Linked DNA regions of Mus musculus: region 1 is linked to region 2. The links are chromatin contacts, called in public promoter capture Hi-C maps. All regions are on one chromosome and are shown on one strand. Each heading gives the region's core, a stretch centred on a gene start, on an enhancer-like site or on the middle of the called end of the contact. The rest is flanking DNA. Distances are from core to core; before and after follow the strand shown.

Region 1 (6,307 bases), core at 3,486-5,985, 800 kb before region 2:
ACCATGGTCACAGCAGCTGACCACTTCTCACATTATCCTGGCAGAGCCCTGCTGACCACAGGATGTGCGGCCCTCCCGGATCACATGGTTCTGTAGGAAGCCTCCCACGGACTCCACTCAATTGGCTGTTTCCTAGCAACACACCCACCACACTGTCCACAAGCCCAGAGATGGCCCGACAGCAGCTCAGTGCAGACAGAAAAATCTGACTCCAGCATCTCAAGAGGGGCCCAGCAACCCTCTGCAAAGGTGCCTCCTTCCTGTCGCTTCCTGGCGGAGACTTGCAGCGCTGTAAGCGCAATGCCAGGGCTCTTCTTGACTGAACACCAGTGTCTCTGATGGAGGCTGTTCTCCCTGCCGCATCCCTGAGAGTGGACAAGGCAGCGAGCCCCATCTGGCCGGTGTGTGTGTGTGTGTGTGTGTGTGTGTGTGTGTGTGTGTGTGTAGAGCAGTCGGTGAACTACACAGATGTTGTCACAGTATAACCTAGAAATACCGCACCAGTCACTCACATCTACAGAATAAATGCTTTTGTCTACTTACATGGTGTGTGTTATAGGTAGTTTGGATATTAAGTAGCATTGTGTAATTTTTTTTTTTTCTTCTAGGGCTACTACTTAAGAGCAACTGTCTGAGGCAGGGAGGGACAAAGGGCAAAGCTAGCCTATAATCACAACTAAATATTATTCAATGGCAGCCATAGGCCCCGGCTAGGGAAGTGGGTATGTACACAACAGACTACTGTGTGGCCGCTCCTCAGCTGTTACTGGGCTATGTAGTACTGTATTGTCATGCAGTGTCACAGTTGTTCTCCCGACACTCTGAATGCTTGAGCGGGACACTCAGGTGAAACTAAGGACAGCTTCCTTCCCCCCCCCCCCAAATCCATTCTGACTTCTCAACCCACTTCTATCTATCTATCTATCTATCTATCTATCTATCTATCTATCTATCCATCTATCATCTATCTATCTATCTATCTATCTATCTATCTATCTATCTATCTATCTATCTATCTATCTATCTATCTATTTGTGCTGGTCTGATAAACATCTACCAGGAAAGCCAACCCAAAGCCTGCAATCCCACTGTGTGGTTATTTCCTCCTAGTTTAAATACGTCCTCCCAGAGATGGGGGTTGGGGGAAGTTAATGAAAGAAGACTCAGAGACCTGTAAAACTCATACAGTCTCAAGGCTGTCAAAGCAGTAGGCAGTTGCTAGCGGGAGACTGTTCAGTGGGGTGGCCTGCAAGTTCCTGGGGAATATGGCTTTCATAAGTTGTTCCTGCTGGGGTAGGGCTTTTGGTAACATAGTTGCCTTTGAATTGTCTATGCTCCCGTAAGTAAACCCTCACCCATACTCCAACAAATGACTGGGATAAGCTCATTGGTCCACCAAGGATTTTGGTTCTTGCGAATTTCTGGTGTCTCTCCTTCTTTTTGGATGACCTGAGGCCATCTCCACGAGTCTGATTTTAATGCTGTCCTCTGCATTTGCCTCCTGAGGAAGATTTCTGTTTCATACCTGGACCTTGAAAGAGCTGTCAATCACTTCCATCCTCCCCAGGGAGGGTCAGTTGGTCCACTCTCTCTCCCTTGTCCCTGCTCCCTACTTGCTTCCATTCTGGTCTCCTCTTTTACACTGTAAGACACAATAGCTTCACCTCCGTTATACTCTATTACATCTTAATATTTGTGTTTATGCTTTTGGCATGCATATGTGTTTGTGTGTGTTTTCATGTGTGTGCGTGCGTGTGACTGCAGGAAGATGTCTTTATCACTCTCTCCCTTTCTTATTTTTGTTTTATGGATACTGATGTTTCGACGGCATGTGTGAGCCCTAGTGCGGAAGGATCCAGAAGAGGGCATCAACTTCCCTGGAGTCAGAATCCCAGACAGTTGTGAGCCACCATGTGGGTGCTGGTAATCTAACTGTGGTCCCCCGGGAAAGCAGCCAGTGCTCTCAATCCCTGAGCTCCACCTTAATTTTTGAGACAGCATCTGTCATGAAAGCAGAGCTCATTGTTTGGATAGGACTGACTATGGAGCTTCTGGGATCTTTGTTCTCAGCATGAGGACTTCAGGTACACACTACCGCGCCTGGCTTTTTCTGTGGGTTCTGGGTGTATTGTCAGCCATCTCACTGACTGGCCATCTCCCTAGCCTCTCTTTGTAATATAGCCCATCTTCTATCTTCTAGAAAGTCTGAACCTTTTTGTCTCTCAGTCCACTGGCAACATTGTCGTTAATGATGAATGAGCACTGCCCGAAGGGAGAAGCCCCACTGGACACTGTACACCACACCTACCTCTCTGAGGCAGGGTTGTGTGTGGCCATGAAGATAGAAGATGTGGTCACTGCACATTGTGTAGCCCCAGTGACCCTTGGCTTCCTTTATGCAAAACAGGATGTAAGCTGGACTTGCAGTAGGTGTGCCTGGTTGGTGAGGGCAGTTCCTCAGATGGCTCGGGATTTATGCTTATCCTACAATTTCTGGCTGTTTTGTTTGTTTTCGAGATGAAATCTCACCATGTAACCCAGACTGTCCCACTAGAGCCCTCAAATGTCCTGCTTCAACTGCCCAAATGCTGGGATCAGAAGCATGTACCACCTACCCCATATCTGACCACCCTTTTTATATCTCATCTAGACAATTTGGAATTCCCGGGTTTCAACCTCTGCACTTGATGCCTCTACACAGAAGGCTCCTAACCCTAAGCTGGCCACTCCCATGCACTTATTCCCTTCCTCACCTGATTAGACTCTCCACTCTGATGAACAGGACTTGACTCAGGTGAATCCTCCAGGTAGGAAATGTGGACTTTGCCTTGCACTCCTCTCAGTGGAAGATGCCTGGCTACAGGTGGTCAGGGGTGAGCAGTTCTCAATGTCAGCTGCCCAGGCAAGGCACTTTCTTGGCATTGTTATAGGATTTCCATCCATATCTCTGGTTAATAACACAGTCCAATAAACTAAGTGAGTTATGAATAAAGATAATTTACCTCTGCTCCTTAGTCTGGTACAGCTGAGAGACCAAATTCTTGGGATTCTTGCTAGCAGAGTCTGAGGTGGCTCAGGGCTTAAGACGGTGAGAGACTGGGAACACGTATGCCTGTGTGCACACACGAGTGTGTGTGTTCAGACTCTCTACTTCTATGTGGTTATATGTGTGCAGGTGCATCCTTGTGTGTGCTTGTGTGGAAGTGTGCCATACCTGCATGTGGAGGACAGAGTATGGCCTCCACTCTCATTTCTTGGATGACAGCCATGTTTTCTTTAAAAATAGCTTTTCATTAGATGCATGTTAGAGCACATGTGTAGGGGGTCAGAGGACAACATCATCTCCACTGTGTGGCTCCTGGGGACTAAATTCCAATCATCAAGGTTGATAGCAATCTTGCTGACCCCATCTTGTTTGTTTGAAATAAGGTCTCTTCTTGGCTTAAAACTTGCTGAGGGGTTGGGCTGGCTGGCTGTGTAACACTGGGTCGTCAGCCCATTTATTTGTTTGTCTGTTAGTATTTTTGGTTTTGTTTTTTTAAATGTTGAGTTTTTGAGGATTGAATTCAGGTCCTCTTGCTTGCAAGATAAAGCATTTTACAGACTGGGCTATTGCTCCTCTACTCTGATGACCTAATCCCAGTCCTGTCCCAGAAGCCCCTCCCCTAAATGACACAGACTAAGCTTTCACCTTTTGAAAGAAAGGTGGCCAGGATTAGACTTCAACATAAGCATCCAGTGAACACGTGATAGTCACAGCATAGCGCAGACTTTGAACATGGCATCTAGAATTATCTATCCTCGTTCTCACTGGTGCCAGTTTGTTTCGAGTTGACAGCCCAGAGCTTGGGCTTTGGGGGATCATGCCTAAAATAAGCGACAGCCAGGCTCCCTAGGGCGAACAAAGGGCTCTCCTGGGACAGGCACGTGAGCAGAGTTCCCCTGCAGGGGCTGTGGAATTCCATCTGACGCATTTGGGCTCTTTAATTTATTTTCTTTTTTCCTGTACACCAAAATATTCGTATCACTTTCCAGCTAACAGCAGCTCTAGCTGTACTATATGATATTCTTGGTATATTAACGTCTAACACCAACGAGTCTAATTGTTGTATGTAAATTTACACCGCCATTCATATTTTCTCAGTCGGCTCCCTCCGTTGGCCTCATAATAGAATCCAAAGTCTCCTTGTTGGCTAAAGGGTTAAATGATGTAGCTTTGGGATCCCCTCCGCTGCTCTGGAGACTTAGCTTGCATAGGTCTTCTTTATTCCTTTATTAGGAAAGACTTCATGGGGAAGAGGCTAGCCTTTGACTGGGTCTTCTGTGTGCATTCATAATAAAAGCTGGTACATTCATGGCTGCTCTGTGAGGTAGAAGAACCAGTGAATGAAAGTTTGGGTACAGCTCACCTCCCAGAGAGTGGTCCTGCTTCACCCGGAACTGACCCGATAGTCTCCAACACCCTTATAAAACTAATTTTCCCCATCTCTCTATACCGGCTTGTTTCTTCCTCCCAGAATTTTTGTAATCAATCTGGGTGGTGTTATTTTTTTTTTTTTCTTTCTCTTTTTTTTTCCCACACTGCTGTTGGATAAAAGATCCCGCCCTTGATTGAAATGGAATCTTCCACTATTGAGCGAGCCTTTGTTGAATGAGTCATCGGCTCAGCCTCTCATTGGCTGAAGCCGCCTGAGCCCAGGGGATTGCCTGGCACCGGCTGCAAGGACCCGCTCCATTCACAGAAACGCTGGCTCGCTCGCCGGCCCTTTCATTCACACAAACAGCATCTCATTCACATTCGGTCTGTTTTTTTTTTTTTTCCTTTTTCTTTTTTTCTTTTTGTCTGCTTCTAATGAAGAAGACCACGGTTTGGGAATGGTGGGGCTGACTTGCTTCAGATTGGAGGGGGACTCCAATCACCATCGAAATCGTCCGTGGGGTGCGCATCTGCTGTTGCTATGCGAGCTAGAGGAAGGGAGAAAAGAGAGTGCGGGGTGGCTGTTCAGCTAGGGCTGCCGCGCGGTTGGAGAGCGGTGGGGACGTGTTTGCTGCGCCAGGGCGGGCCTGGCGGCTCTGCGCTTTTTCGTCCTCTGGAACCGGCCTCACTTGCACGGCCGCCACGGGTGGCTCTCCCTAAACTCCCTTCCTGGGGCTCCCAGAAAGCCTGGGAACCGCACTGCCTCCCGAGATCAGCCCTGGGCGTGAGAAGACTCAGGGTGACCTGCTAGTGTGCTAGAAGGCAAATGCATTCGCTTGCACAGAAGTTACCAGGAAACTTTGACAGCGATTGACTTCTCGGTGGTGCAGGTTATCTGTCTTAACACATGAGGCCACCTGGTAGAGGCCACCGAGGAAGGGCTCAGTGGGTCTCAGAATCTTGGTCAGACCCTCGGGGAGGCTGTCGATGTCCTATTCTCCCAAGCGTCAGGAAGAAGGCCTGTGCGTGTCACTGCAAGCCTGGGCCCGACTCGCAAGGAAGAGGCCATTCTTGCTGTGGATTTGATGGACAGTTAGAGCAGCCGCATTTTTTTTCCTGCCTGACTGCAGGGCTGCAAGCAGCAACTGAAGGGACATTGAAACGGATTGGTAATGCTACTAAGGCATGCTTCCAGGGCTGAAACACATTCACTTGGAATAAAACTCAAAACGCGGCCCTCTTTCTCTCTCTCTCTCTTTTTTTGGCATGGATTTCTGGAGCCTGTTGCCGCTCAGCAGAGATGCAGGTTTTTTTTTGAAGTAGATTTTTCAACTGAACCCTAGCTGAGTACGGCTGCTGACTGCTGTAAATTATTAGGGAAGACCCCCTCTGAGCTGTACTGAGAAGAAATTTCTGTGCTGATTTTTTTTTTTTTTCGTGAATTGGTACAGGAATTGCACCGCCACAGATACATGGCTGCTCTGCTGATCTGAACAAGAAAAGCAAACCACAGGAAACTGACAGGTTTTTTTCTTTCTTTCTTAAATATTCATCTGCTGGTGAAGGGTCCCCCCTCTTTTTTTTTTTCCTACTTAAAATTCTTGCTACTTTCCAAAATCAGGATTCATCAGGATTCGCCTTGAAGACTTCTTTAAAAGCCTTCGTCACATTTGAACGCATCCCTGTCAGACACTTCTGGGCTTCATCCACATGAGCTGAGCAAGGGAAGAGCAAGCCATTGCACGGAATAATGGGTTGCGGAAAGTTCAAGAGATCATTTGACGGGACTGGATTTACCTTTGGCACAGATGCGGGATGGGGAGGGGGTAGGTGAAAAGGCAAAGACTGGAAGGAAATATCTGCGAAGGTAGAAAAAGGAAATTTGAGAAC
Region 2 (5,717 bases), core at 1,201-3,700:
AAACACAATGGCAAGTAAGCTGCAGTTTAAAAAGTCAAATCACTCTACCTCACTCTTCTTCCTCTTCCATCAGCCTGGCCTGGTGCAGCTTCCCTGACCGTCCTAGGCCCTTAAATACCCCACTCAAGGGCCGCCCACGCAGGTTCCTGCAGCCTGGACAATGGCCCTGGGGCAGCAGAGTCTGAGCATTGCTGAGCTTCTCTGTCAGCAGCAGCAACTAAGCGGGGAGCAAGAAGAAACTGCCACTCCAACGTCTGTGACCATCGGACTCAACAACCAACTTTTGCACAGGAGATCAACTGCTTGAAGACCTAGAACCCTTTCACCTGAGGATCCAACTTCACAGTCTGTCCATGCCCCTACAGAACCACCTTCACAGTCCTGCCCTCTGCTCTGAGCCCCTCCCTAAATAAGAAAGCTCCACCCACTTGCCCAGTTCTTAAGCTCTGGGATCCTGTGAAGGGGTGGGGATCACTAGCCAGGGCAGTGGCTCTGTGAAGAGTCTGCCTCCCAGGGACTATGCCTCCTACTGGAGGCAGAGGAGCAATGTACAACTGAAGCTGCACTCCTGCAGGATCTAGTTCTCCAGATTCCCAGATCTCAGCTGACAGGTAACTTCAGGCCTGGTGGTCCCAGGAGTCATTTGCCTAGCTGCTTGCCCCACGACTAAAACACATTGGCATCGACCTTTAAAAGCTGGGTTTAACCTGTAAATCTCTAGGCAGCCTCTGCAGCACTGTCTGTTTATTCATCTCCAACTGCAACAGGTCAACTGCTTAAACCACTAGAGAAAATTATTCAGACCGCAGCTTAGTCTCATATATACATAAAAAAATGAAAATATACTTCTTCTATGGACCACATGAAATATGGAACAGTGGTATACATAGCTATTTACACACACACACACACACACACACACAGAGAGAGAGAGAGAGAGACTGAGACAGAGAGAGAGAGAGAAAGAGAGAGAGAGAGAAACGTGTATATGTATGCATATGTATATGTTTATGTATACATATATACAAAATTCAAGCTAGACAGCACTAACCAAATTCTTAACTCTGGAATCATGTTCCCAAGCAGGAAGGGTTTCATGTTTTGTTTTTCTGAAGTGTGGCATAATAAATTCCCATTTGGGAGGAACGCCAAAGAAATGACATCTCCACAGAGCATGCGTTAAATCCTCATTGGAATAAACTGATTGGCTGATTATTTTTTTCTCTATCTAAAACAGCGATACAAAGTATACATTTATCAGAAACACCATATATAGAATACCAACAGCATAATTGTCTTTTGGGGACACACACATACATACAGTGAACACAACCGACAGGAATGTTCTCAGATTTTACCACTTTGACTATATCAGCCCGCTGCCTTCTGGCCTCTCAAATTCCTGATGGCAGGAGGATACGCTCATCATTTTGAGTTGAGATTTGCCTTCTCTTGATGTTCTCTTGGGTGTAGAGGTTCATGCCTGTGTTTCCAAGCTTTAGGGAGACTAAGTCAGGATTGCAGAAAGTTTTAGTCTAGCCTGTGCTAATAGCAAGTCCTTGTCTCAAAACAACATCAAACAATTCTTTTTGATTCTCCTCTTTCAGAGTTTGAATTTAGAGAGTGTCAGGGTAGTGTTAATCCCACAGATGGGAGGAGAAAGACCATTGACCCAAATCATCATGGTTAAATTAATCAAAGCAGGCAATGGATTGGCCTGTGGATCACTAAGATGCCTGTTGCCAGGTGGCCTGCAGGAATGGGCACCTCTCAGTCAGTCACCCTGCACTCCGGAGTCCATCTGCAGCCTGTGAGCAGTGGGGCTCACAAGCTGCTGAGCCGCCTCTGAGGCCTGACTGTCAAGCTGTGCAGCTTTGCTCCCTGTGCCTCAGAGAGGGTTCTGAGGAAGAATGGATGTCAGCAATATTGTCTGCCTGTATCTCTTAGGACTCGCCTTAATTATTGAACAAAGAGCTGCTCTTCTTTCCCACCAAATCGTGCCTTTATAGTCAGAATGCCGAAGAAGGAATTCCTAAGAGTGCGGGGCTAACCTGGCACTGTGAAATGTGAACTTTGTAAGGAATCCTTAAGATTCCTTTCAATCCTGGCAGACAGTGGCACGGCCCATCAAGGCCCATACTTGAGTGACCTGGAAGGACGAAAGAAATGGGACTGTTGAACTCTAGTTTGGACAAAAACCAATGAGGTTTGTCCAATGTGGCCACCATACAGAGACCTGTGACCTCATTTCCTATATGAACCAAGGGTAGGTTAATCTTGTAACTAAGCAATCGAATGTCAGCCAATCACAGCAAAGAAATTCCAGCCAATCACAGGAATGGATTCAATTACAGGCTGCCAGTTGATCACATGGTGCATGCTGCACATGATGCCTGCAGCCAATCAGACTGTATCGGAAAGATTCGCTGCTCTTCCGCTGTTTAACTGCTGGGTGTGCAGTGAATCTGGAGTAGAACAGATCTGGACCTTGTTAATGTATCTGCTGGAAGCCTTCCTGTAAGGATCCCTACCCAGGAACCAACAGAGAACCTGTGTCCCCCATGGCTTTTGGGGGGAATTCAGAGGTGCTGGGGGCGGCTCGGACTTGACTGTGGAGCTGACATGCCTGGCAATATTGAAACCATAGCATCTGGGGACACTGTTCTGCTCAAGGTGATTTTTGCCAACTGTAGCCCAGCCAGAGAGTCCTACAGAGTGTGGCAAGGGAGGAGATAAGGAAATCTTAGAGCAGGGCTTTGGAGACCCGAAAGGGAAGGCAATTGCAAGGGGAGTGCTGGAAGAATGTTTGAAAGAGGGAGAAGTGGGAGGAGCCCCTGGGAACTCAGGCCCTATACTGCCCCCTGTGGGCTACAGAAAAGGTGCAGGCCTCCAACTTCTTTCTCTTCCTCTTTATCCCAGGGACCTGTCTGGAGGAAGAAGGAACTACACCAGCCCAGGAAATGGAGCAGGGTTTCATATCAGTAGCCTCCACAGGTGTTGCAAGTCTGTGACACACATGTAATCAGACAGACAGATATGCACGCATTTGCACCTAAATTAGGGGAAAGGTGACCTGTGTTCTCATAGTGGGAATATCTGGAAGGCTTTAGAGCAGCAAAACAGGCTGCTCCTCTGTTTTGATGCATCTTCATGACCAAGTGGACAGACCCTAGGACTTGAAGCTTTCCTCAAGATGAGTGCTGCCTAGCCAGGACCCTTCCTGGCCTGCTCAGTGCCCAGGTAATTCCTGCACTTTGAACAAGCCCCTTCCTTTGTGTGAGCCAGTCCTGTAGGATAGCCTGGTCTTCGGCTGGTCTCATGGAATGGCAAGTGCTGGAAACCCAGAAGGACTTACTGTATGATCCCAGGTCATGCTCTTGATAACATTAGGTACCCTCCTCTGCTCTGAGTGTAGTGTTAGTGCTTTGTGTATGTATAAACGTCAGCCAGCTATGAGTCACATTGAGAATTCTTAGGTCTGGCTTCCACATCAATCAGCAATTCATGCTTTCTGGAGTTAAAAAAGCTCTTAGGAAATAGTATTTCTTGATTGAAGGTTCTGCTTGCTTTCAAAAGTCTGTGATGGAGCTTAGGTTTTTCCAGGCTTGTGGTTTAGGCCAAGAGCAAGGGTCACTGGGATGGTGTTAGAGAGAGGATGCTCAGAGCCAAAGATCCCATCACTAGAGTTAGTGCTATGTCCTGTGAGGGCAGAGGCTTCTTGCCCATGGACCCCACGACTGCACACATAGGCTTGAGAAGATGGAAAGCAAGAGAGCCCTGGTCAGAGTGACACATCCCTCAAATGCCATCCATAGTCACCAAACATTGTAGTGATGCAAGTTCAGTGTGGCATATCCAAGGGATCTTGAGGGGGCAAACAATGACTACTGTTTTAGTTAGGGACATCATGGAAAAGCTTACAGTCATGAGGTTTAGTCCATTATCCTGGCAAGAAGCCTAGCACCATGCAGGCAGACATGGTGCTGGAATGGTACCTGAGAGTTCTACATCTGGGTCTGCATGCAGCAGGAAGGAAGACTGAGTCACTAGGCTTGGCATGAGCCTATGAGACATCAAAGCCCACCTCCACAGTGACACATTTCCTCTACCAAGGCCACACCTACTCCAACAAGGTCATCTCTCCTCTCCCTATGGGCCTATTGGAGCCATTTTTATTCAAATCACAACTGAGGAGGACAACACTACTTTGTCACCCAGGAGAGCTGAGGGGCTACCAGGCTCAGCTCCCACAGACTACATCATGGAGAACTGGCTTCTGTCCTGGGGATTTCATTTCTCTCAAGGAAGCCCAGGGCGCAGGAGATAGCACAGCCCCAGCATTCCTGAGCCCTCCTTGTGATGTGTGAGATGCTGGGCCTTCTTATGCCTCTGTGTACCCATACCTACACCTGCACAAATGTAAAACCTAGCCAGAGGTTCAGGCTGATTGCTGTCCCTGTTTGTGATCACCTTGTTTTTCACTGGATGTCTGTGGCCTCTGGAGCTGATATGATTGATGGCCATGGCTTATGTCTCTCATCACTCTGCTTTGTTCTTTGCCAAAATGACCCCCACTGTTGATAGGAGTAGCTGCCCCCAGGGGGCTGGGCATAACTCATCGTGGTATCTTCATTATGATGGGCCTCTTTGTGTCTGAGCCTATCTTTTGCAGTAGGCTGTCTCTAATGATGTCATGAGCATCCTTCTGTCCCATGTATAGAAAAAGATTCCTTTGGACTTAGATCCAGCTCTGGAAAGTAGCTACAGGGACAATGCACTAACCTAAAAGTAATCCATTTCCTAGACAATGTTATTCACATACTGCAGAACATTTTCAATCCTTCTCTTAAAATGCCTTTCTGGGGGAGAATGTCACTTCTCTGATGGGCATAGGGAGGGCATGCTCCCAACAGTACCCACCTAGTTTCCTGAGCTGAGCATGGGCTCAGCTCACCAGCTTGGGAGGCCCTCATCCCTGCAAACCTTTTACTTGCTGTTCTGCTGTGGTCCTTCTGTGGCCACCTCTCTCCTGGTTGTAGAAGTATCCTGCTGGGGCTCCTTCTGAAACCTTCTCTTTGGCAAAATGCTCCTTCTGCTCTCTGGTGTACTTCAAGCTCATTCAGAGAGCAGAGAGTCACCAAAGTCTCCATGTTGCTTCTAGATGCTCTGGAAGAGAGAGAGAGAGAGAGAGAGAGAGAGAGAGAGAGAGAGAGAGAGAGAGAGAGAGAGAGAGAGAGAACAGGCTGGCTGAGGTGGGGAGTGTGGCTCGGTGAGGTGGCAGAGGACCAGGGGACCATTCTGGAAACTGTTTTGTTAAGTGTATACCTCCCGCTATTGTGATTTCAGGCCCACATGCCTGCATTCTAGAGTAGAGGAAAGGTTTTTACAGATCTCAAGCCTGACTTTGCCAGATTCATTGATAATTCAGGCAGTGACATCAGGCTGTCAGGGAGGCTCAATTAGCCCTCAGCAGTGACATCACTGATGCACCTCCAGTGACTCCACAGTCATGGTGCTTTCATCATTGATACTGGAATCCTATTTCAGTCTTCATGATAGTCTCACTTCTTCAGTGTCTTCTGAGGCCACCCACCTACCCACCTGTTGTGTGTCACCCATCATCTTTGCAAGGCTCCGGCTTGACTACATGCTGAATCTCTGGGCTCCCAGGATAGCCTTGCTCTGGCAGGTTCTAACCAGGAGAAAGCAAGCTTGGT

The links. Promoter capture Hi-C pulls out the DNA fragments that hold promoters and counts their contacts.
Region 1: a contact with region 2 is called in a promoter capture Hi-C map of liver, with 4 times the contacts expected there. The contact joins the promoter of Shc3 here to the promoter of 4930518P08Rik in region 2. A contact is called at or near these places in 5 of 39 promoter capture datasets (the 3T3-L1 cell line, liver, pre-B cells and 1 more).

Annotation. Positions count from the first base shown.
Region 1 is chr13:51,567,879-51,574,185 of GRCm38.p6, reverse strand. It overlaps Shc3 (src homology 2 domain-containing transforming protein C3), which reads left to right and starts at 4,735. Exons shown (of 12, transcript NM_009167.5): 1 at 4,735-6,307.
Region 2 is chr13:50,761,981-50,767,697 of GRCm38.p6, reverse strand. It overlaps 4930518P08Rik (RIKEN cDNA 4930518P08 gene), which reads left to right and starts at 2,450. Exons shown (of 4, transcript NR_045364.1): 1 at 2,450-2,673; 2 at 2,920-3,240.